Regions from separate parts of the Gossypium hirsutum genome. Here all the other regions are linked to region 3. A link is a contact called in public Hi-C data. All regions are on one chromosome and are shown on one strand. The core of a region is the stretch at or near the end of the contact, and the rest is flanking DNA. Distances in the headings are between cores, read along the strand shown.

What was found. Hi-C and Micro-C count contacts between places; a contact is called where the count stands out from the background.
Region 1: a contact with region 3 is called in a Hi-C map of hypocotyl, with 2.8 times the contacts expected there. The contact joins the promoter of LOC107914765 here to the promoter of LOC107914699 in region 3. A contact is called at or near these places in 7 of 34 Hi-C or Micro-C datasets (callus, hypocotyl, leaf and 1 more).
Region 2: a contact with region 3 is called in a Hi-C map of leaf, with 1.6 times the contacts expected there. The contact joins the promoter of LOC107914741 here to the promoter of LOC107914699 in region 3. A contact is called at or near these places in 2 of 34 Hi-C or Micro-C datasets (both in leaf).

The regions. Positions count from the first base shown.
Region 1 is chrD08:9,808,407-9,811,106 of Gossypium_hirsutum_v2.1, forward strand. LOC107914765 reads right to left here and starts at 1,360. Exons shown (of 3, transcript XM_016843789.2): 1 at 1,078-1,360; 2 at 1-961. The coding sequence starts at 618.
Region 2 is chrD08:9,826,992-9,829,712 of Gossypium_hirsutum_v2.1, forward strand. It overlaps LOC107914741 (late embryogenesis abundant protein D-34-like), which reads left to right and starts at 1,419. Exons shown (of 5, transcript XR_005917492.1): 1 at 1,419-1,961; 2 at 2,038-2,322; 3 at 2,408-2,605. It overlaps LOC107908186 (late embryogenesis abundant protein D-34-like), which reads left to right. Exons shown (of 3, transcript XM_016835436.2): 2 at 1-170; 3 at 273-650. The coding sequence ends at 440.
Region 3 is chrD08:9,955,207-9,957,906 of Gossypium_hirsutum_v2.1, forward strand. LOC107914699 reads right to left here and starts at 1,281. Exons shown (of 8, transcript XM_041099814.1): 1 at 1,084-1,281; 2 at 1-984. The coding sequence starts at 799.

The sequences.
Region 1 (2,700 bases), core at 110-2,609, 150 kb before region 3:
ATTGTCAAGATTGAGAATGCGACGCAAAGCCTTGGTCGCAGAGGCAGCACTACAAAAAACTTCAGCTACAGAAGGGTCAAGCTCCCTGGTAGGAGATGCAGGTGCAGACTTAGCAGTTTGGTGAACATCAACAATGGGGTAAGCAGCAGGCAAATCAAGAGACACTGTCCTCTTCACCCGAAGCGAGAATTTCGGTATTGGCAAAGAACTAGGAGGTGGTGAATTGGAATAAGCAGGTCCAGCCCAAAGCTCAGAGTACAGAAAACCTTCCCCAGGGATTTCCACATTAAAGGGCTTATCATTTCTAGGGGCTCTACTGCAATTGATAGGAATAGGAGAGCTTTTCCTTGTAGCTTTGGAATGTGTTCCATCAGCAAAAGGAGATGGCGTTTTTGGGGAAGATGATGAAGAGGGAGGGGAAGATGGCCGTTTGGTTAAAGGAGTAGCGCTATACTTAAACGGGGTCGGGAGTAATCCTGCTCCAGATTGAAAAGTCCTACAATTAACCCCTCTGAAATTCCTAGATGGTTGTGATGACCCAAATCTGGCAGGCCCATGTGGCTTCACCCTGCTACAGTACTGACTCCTATGCTGCGCTACCACAACAAGAGTCTCCATACTTTTTCCTTAAATTTGATGATAAAAACCAGAGATTCAACAACACAGTTCGGTCCTATTACAACCCAACAAAGAAAACAAACCAAATCCTTCAAAAATCCCCTAAATCCTTGTTACAGATCACTCAAATTTAATAAAGGAAACAACTTTGAGGCCAAATCATGCCCAGAACAACATCGTAAATTTCTCCGCCATCGCAGATGCGATAAGATGGTACTAAAATCGAAGTGATTTACTTACTGGATCAGGAAACCCCTTAGATTCAAAGGTTCATGGGCAATAACAAAAATTCACAACTTTATAACCTCGAATCAGACAAGATCTTCATAGATCAGTCATCAAACTGTAACAAAAACAAATTACAAAACCAAAAAAAAAATCAAATCTCAAACTAAAAGCAAGCATAAAATACAGGGTAAATTTCTCGAGGAAAGAAAAACCAAGGAGTGGAAAAATTACCGGAAAAGTTGTGGAGTGAAGTGATGTGATATTCGTTAGATCTGAGAAGGGAGTGAAAGTTTCTTCTTCTTTCTTTTTCTTGTTCTTCTTCTGGGGAAGGATGATTTCATGTAAACTGGTGTTGGGTGAATGATTTTGTCCTTCGGTTTCAGGTATTTTTTTTAATAAAAAAATTTGTTTTGTGGGCTCAAATCATCAAAACGCCATGGAAATGAGATTGTGGAGAGCGTTAGAGAGAGAGAGAAAGGAAGCAAAGTCCCACGGATCTGAAATGACTTCCTCACAGTTAGATTTAAATATTGTACAGGTACTGGGGGGATGCTCTTTCACGTTTGGTTTTACGAAACTAGTCCTCGTTTTCAACCCTATTTACGATTTTGACATTTTGTCTTTCTTTGGAATCCATCCCAAACAAAATTAGAAAGTAAAAAAAGGGGGGTTAAGTATCCATTCCTTCCTTGTGATTACACTTTTAAGTTTTAGGGTAAACTATCACATATAGTCCTCCAATTATAACAAAATACATTTTAGACACTAAAAATAAAAATTTGTAATTCAGGCACCCACGTTACATAGTTCGGTCATTTTGGAATCTAACGTTGCAGTTAAATAAATAGGTATAATAATTAAAAAAAAATCCAATCACCATGTTTATAGCTTTCTCAAAACTATAATCTAACAATGGCCATGTCACCTTTCTCCTTTAGATAGTTGCAAAAGAGTAAGATCTGATACATCTCTTTAACTTAGTTTGCCTGCAATTTCTGAAATTTTTGGAACACTAGTTTAAAGAGAAATCATCCCATGCAAGGAGAATATGGCAGAAAAAATACGTGAAGAAGGAAAGACACTGACATCACATGATATTTGAAGAATGTAAACAAGCAACCAGCTAACAAAGGCTTCACACCATCTCGTCTAAACATGGCGTACACCATAAAAGTATGAGAGTTGAGACGCCTACCTTCCAATCAACCTGGGCATTTGCTTTAGCATCATTTTTACCCCGAGGGGTGACAGATTTTTATTTTATTTAATATTCGTATGAAATTTAAATTTAATGAAGATCAATTTGAGAATATTTGTAAATTTTGAGAGTTAATTTTTTAAAATTATGATTAAATTGATATAATACGTAAAAGCTGAGGACTAAATTTATCATTATACCAATTTTTTTACCGGTTTACCTTGATTTTATTATTATTATTATTATTATTATTATGTTTTGATTCATCTTCAGTCTTTTCTTAGTATATATTTTTCTTCTAATTTTTCTTGTTGTTTATATATTTTTAGCGTTTATAGTAGTTTATTTTTAAAAAAATTTATTCAAACACAATTAATAATAAATCAAAATTCTTTCTTAATAGGCATAATAATTTATTTGACCTTCCAACTTTTAAAAAAAATCATATTAGCCCTCCATTTAATTTCCACCTCTTTTAGCCCTTAAACTTACATTATTTGTCAAATCCCTCCAAAATGAATGAAAAAGTTAATGTTTATTTATTTTGATGACGTGGCAATCGACATGTATACCCATTAGCAACTAATTATTTTTTAAAATTAAAAATATATATTTTTATACTTTTTATAATAACTTTAAATTTTTTTAATTTTATA
Region 2 (2,721 bases), core at 169-2,668, 130 kb before region 3:
AACCGGTTGACCAAGGTGATGCCGCTGCAATACGAGTGGCTGAAGCGAGGGCTGCTAGCAGCAGGCTAACTCAACATAGTGGTCTTGGCACTAGAGCTCAAGCTGCTGCCACTTTCAACGACCGTGCGTCTTATGGTCATAATAAGATCACTATATCAGATGTTTTATCGGTAAGTTTAAAGATCGATCACGAGGTCATTTGGTTCTGTTTGTTATTATTAATTAATTTTCGAAAACTGTTATTTTCTGAATTTTCTTCGGGGTGTGTACAGGATGCTTCGGAAAAGCTGCCTACGGTTAAAGCGGTGACAAATGAAGATGCAGAAGAGGTGAGAGGGGCGGAGCAAAGAAACAAGGCTGACATGATAGCCACGGCTGGAGGAGTGGCGGATACCATGGCGACAGCTGCGAAGTTAAACAGGGACATTCATACGCCCTGATGCTTGTATTACATATTTATACATTATATAGTAGACTTAGTTGATATTAAGGGCCGCGGCCGGCTCTTTATCGTCCGAGTTTTATTAGCGTAAGACTCCATCTGGGTTGTACTGTGGCTCCTGTAGCTGTCTTCAACTTCCTGTATCGAAGCTGTTTTACCTTTGAATCTTCCTGCCTTGATTAAATCAGAAATTGAGCCTTCAATTAAATTGTGAAAAAAAAATTATTTTCATCATCACATTCATAGTAAGAGTGTTATTAAATCTAATAATATTTATAAGTTGAATAAAAACATGGCGAAAAACAAATAAAGTCTGTAGTTTAAAAGCAAAGAAAAAGAAAACATCGTCATCAACTCCACTTCTTACTCCCCTTTTGTTCAACAAATTTGCCAAAGAGGTAGTGAAGTTGGTTGGCTACCAGATCATTATTTTAAGGCTTTGGCTCGTGGAATTGAGTAATTACCTTCCCTTGAGACGCCATTTCAGCATCAAAGTAGATAAAAGGTGATGAGTTCCTGGTTGATTGCCAACTGGAGAAGGCACCTACTTCCTCAGAATTAACTCTATATGTAGGCAGACTTCCTAAATTAATTACATATTTTTAAATGACATTATTAATTTCAGAGTTTTGTTTAAAATGAATCTAGAAAATCAAAGAAGGAAAGGGAAAGTGTAGGTTGGGATAAACTCTCTCAACATGCTTGATGATCTCTTGATAAAACAATATTTGACCTGCTAAACATACACAAATCGATTAAAAACCAAGTTAATGTATTTATTTTTCAAAATATAATTTCTTTTACTATTTAATGAAATGATAAGGAATGAGGTTCTCTCATACCCATACCTACAATATAATGCTGCCATTGAGTCAATTGATTATTCACAATGAAATGATATTCATACAACCGCGAACCGCCAAAGCCTAACGAGCCAAGTACTTCCGCACTATCTTCTTTAAATGCCATTTGTCAAAGTGGTTCCACAGCTCTCTTCGCCACGCTGACACCTGTAATCCCAAGACTCCACCGTCACCATGGTTGTTTGCCGCACCGAACCAGCGACTCCGTCCTTAAAGCACCCTGTGCGATTCCCTCAGCAGCCACACTGCTCGATTGCTTCCCTTTCTCACTTCTCACTAGTCAGTTCAACACCCATTACGCTAAACATCCGATCAACGAAACTATGAGCCAGCAACAACCACGACGGCCTAAGCCCGATCATTCCCGTGATCAAGAACCTATTAAGTATAGCGACGTTTTTAGCGTCACCGGTGAACTCGCTTCGAAACCTATTGCACCACAAGATGCGGCCGCCATGCAGTCGGCTGAGACCAGGGTCCTTGGACAAACGCGGAAAAGTGGTCCCGCAGCTGTCATGGAATCTGCAGCCGCCGCCAATGAGAGGGCAGGCCTCGTTCGCCACGATCAAGCAAACGTTACCGGAGATGAAGGCGTCACCGTAACTAAGACCAACGCGGGTGGTGAAGCTTGGATCACGGAAGCCGTTGAGGGACAGGTATAGAATCATTATAAAATAAGTTTTAATGAGTTATATTAAGCTTTAATGCTAACGTTGTTTTGATGAGAAAAAGGTTGTTGGGCAATACATTCAACCCGAAGTTCCGGCGGTGAACAATCCATCGGTTACTCCTGACCCGATAACAGTCGGAGAAGCTTTGGAGACGGCGGCCTTATCTGCTGCTGATAAAGCAGTGGAGCTGACCGACGTGGCCGCAATTCAAGCGGCTGAGAGGAGAGCTACTGGCATTAACGAGACACTGCCGGGCGGAGTAGCCGCTGAAGCCCAGTGTGCAGCCACTCGGAATGCCCGAACCATGCGGTTTGAAGATAAAACCACCCTGTCCGACGTTTTATCTGTAATAATCTTACACCCGAAGCAAATTAATCATAAAAATGTTGTGATGATTTTGTTTGTTAACAAGGTTTGGAAAATTGGTGCAGGATGCAACTACGATGTTGCCTAGGGACAAGGCAGTGACCCCTGAAGATGCAGACAGGGTGGTAGCCGCGGAGCTGAGAAATAATCCATACATGAGTACCGCGCCAGGGGGAGTGGCTGCTTCCATGGCTGCTGCTGCTAGGCTTAATCAAAACTCCACTACTTAAATCTTTGGAGATATATATCCTACTTGTGTGTTGGTTAGTTGTTTACTTGAAGCCAAGTTATGTTTGGTGTACAAGCTTTTTTAATTTTGGTTGTGGTTTCGGGTAGTATGGTGATATATATACAGTTGGTTTGAAATATATGCATACGT
Region 3 (2,700 bases), core at 31-2,530:
CATTGCCTAGTACCTTAGGTGGTCTGCCACGCTTGCGCTTGAGCTCCTTCCTCACTTTACCATCTGGGTAATCATTCTCTCGTACTTGCAGCTCAGATGTCTTCTTCTCAGACCCGTTCTTCACCAGAAACTTGGGTGGTCTCCCACGCTTGCGTTTTCCCATCTTACCCACCTTACTCTGCACATCCTTCACTTCACTATGAGACTGATCATTCCCCTTATCCAGCAACTTGGGTGGTCTCCCACGCTTACGCTTTCCCATCTTACCCACCTTACTCTGCACATCCTTCACTTCACTATGAGACTGATCATTCCCCTTATCCAGCAACTTGGGCGGTCTCCCACGCTTACGCTTTCCCATCTTACCCACCTTTCTCTGCACATCATTCACTTCAGTATGAGACAGATCATTCCCCTCCTTAACCACCTCAGTTGTTTTCATTTCAGAACTACTGTCATCCTCAGTTTTATCAACCTTGTCACCTTCAATCACACTCTGATTCTTGACTGCAGACCTCGACCTTAAAACCCTGCCAGAAAACTGCACTTCACCTTTTAAGCCTTCCTCCTTGGCATTTTTCTTCACACTGTCTTCTTTATCATCTTCATTAACCTCCACCAATCCCTCTTTTTTCTCAAATTCAACCTCTTTCAAAGAACACACTAACGGCTCTTCGTTTAAATCAAGAACCATTAGCTTCAGATCATCCCCTTTATTTTCCACAATGTCTTGCCTTGGCAAAACCTCACTTTCATCAGGTTTAAACTGCAAACAGCTAGTTTCGAAGCCCCCACCCATCTCCTACAGAACCCTAAATTCAAACAGGCTGCTCTTTTTTTTTCTTCGCTCACAAAATCCCCTCACTGGATTGCATATTAACACAAAACAGTAAACAAGTCACATTGGGTTTCTCTTTGACAACAGAAAATTTCACTGCCCAAACTACACAACAGGATCTAGCAAAAAATCTAAAAATCAAGACCCTGAAAATTCAAAAACCAGGAGAAATCAATAAAAATAATTATTATTAAAAAAACGTGCCAGAGTGTCGTGTCAGAACCGGCGGAGATCATGAACCTTACCCCCAATGCAGCAGATTGAACGGAATCTTACCGTCCTATGGCGTCGTACAATACTATAGAGAGATGAAGGCGAAGGTCATTCTAATGGCGTTTCAAATCTTTTGGGAATTATTTGTTGGGGTTTCAGAGAAAGAGAGAATTGGGGTTTTTGGGTTTCAAGGTCTCTTTACTACGGCTTATTGGTGGTTTGGTTGTATGCACCAAACCACTATGTTGGATGGGTAAAATTGTCTTTTCCAATTGTATCTTCATTTTTATTTTCCCTCCATATTTGCGCACATTTTCTCCTTCCTAAATTGAAAATCAAAACTTGCTTTGTCCAAATATTCAATTTTAATAAATCAAACAGTTCTTTCCTTCTTTTACCGACCATTCTAATAACAGACCGTCAAAACCAGATTTTGAAAGAAAGCTAACCGTTAGATCTTCGTTACTGTTATCTCAACCATTAAAATTAATCACTGTTAATAAAAATAAATCAACACTTGTTAATTGAGTTTTAGCTCAAGTGGATAAAGGAATTTAGGTTTCGAATGCATTGGTCAATCTTTGGTTTTAGTCCCTTTAGTTTGTTAAAATTGTAGATTTTGTTAAACGTAATTTGGTTACTCTATCTTTATAATATCATTAATTAATTAAAATGATTTCACAATTAATTATTTGACTTAAAATTATTGACTTGATTTTTTTTTAATTGTCGATATTATAAAATAATAAAAAATCAAATTATGTCAAATTAACTAAATTTTGAAATTGAACCTACTAAAGGGATTAAAAGCAAAATTTAACCAATATATTCAAAATCTAAATTCCTTGTCTTTTTTCGTTTCTTCCGTCCCTACATGTCTCTTTTTTTTGGAAGAATGTTTCATAATCCCAATCCAGCTGTCTAACAGGTCGGGATTACAAGTTCTTTTTATAAATTAGTCTTATGGAATCTGTACCCTTTATATAAAAGCATTTAATTGAATTTATGTTTTAAATATTAATTCAGTTTAAAAATAATTAAAATAATTTTACCTTTTTTAAGTAGTGTTTGAAAACCTTCTAGTAATTAGATTTAGGGTGGGTTAGGGTGCGTTTAGCTTACAATTTATCTCGCATTACAATATTGCTGCAGTATCTAATCTTACCGTCACTATTGTTTTTACACTAACCGCAAACTCACTCTTAGTGTAATTGCTTGCAAATTACACAATCGTGGCATGTTTAAGTAATTATTGTAATTTGTGGATCCCACCTACACTTTCCAAATCATAGAAGAGGGTGAGAATTGGAGTAACTACATTGATAATTACACCCAAATCTATTTTTAAAATTTATTTTTATATAAGTTATAAAAATTATTTTATAAATATGAACATGTAGGAGTGTTTTGGATGATTGTGGCCAAAAAATTCTTATATTATAAATCCTAAAAATTTATATTATAAATTTTTATCATACTAATAATTTGTTATAGTAATTAATACTTTTTTTAAATTATAAATGATGTAACTGTGTAATTACAATTTGTACTACCAAACACGATATAGAGAATTACGATGTAATTACACTTTGTCAGTCAAACACGCTTAAGGAATTATAATTCTTTGTAATTACAATAGAGTGTAATTA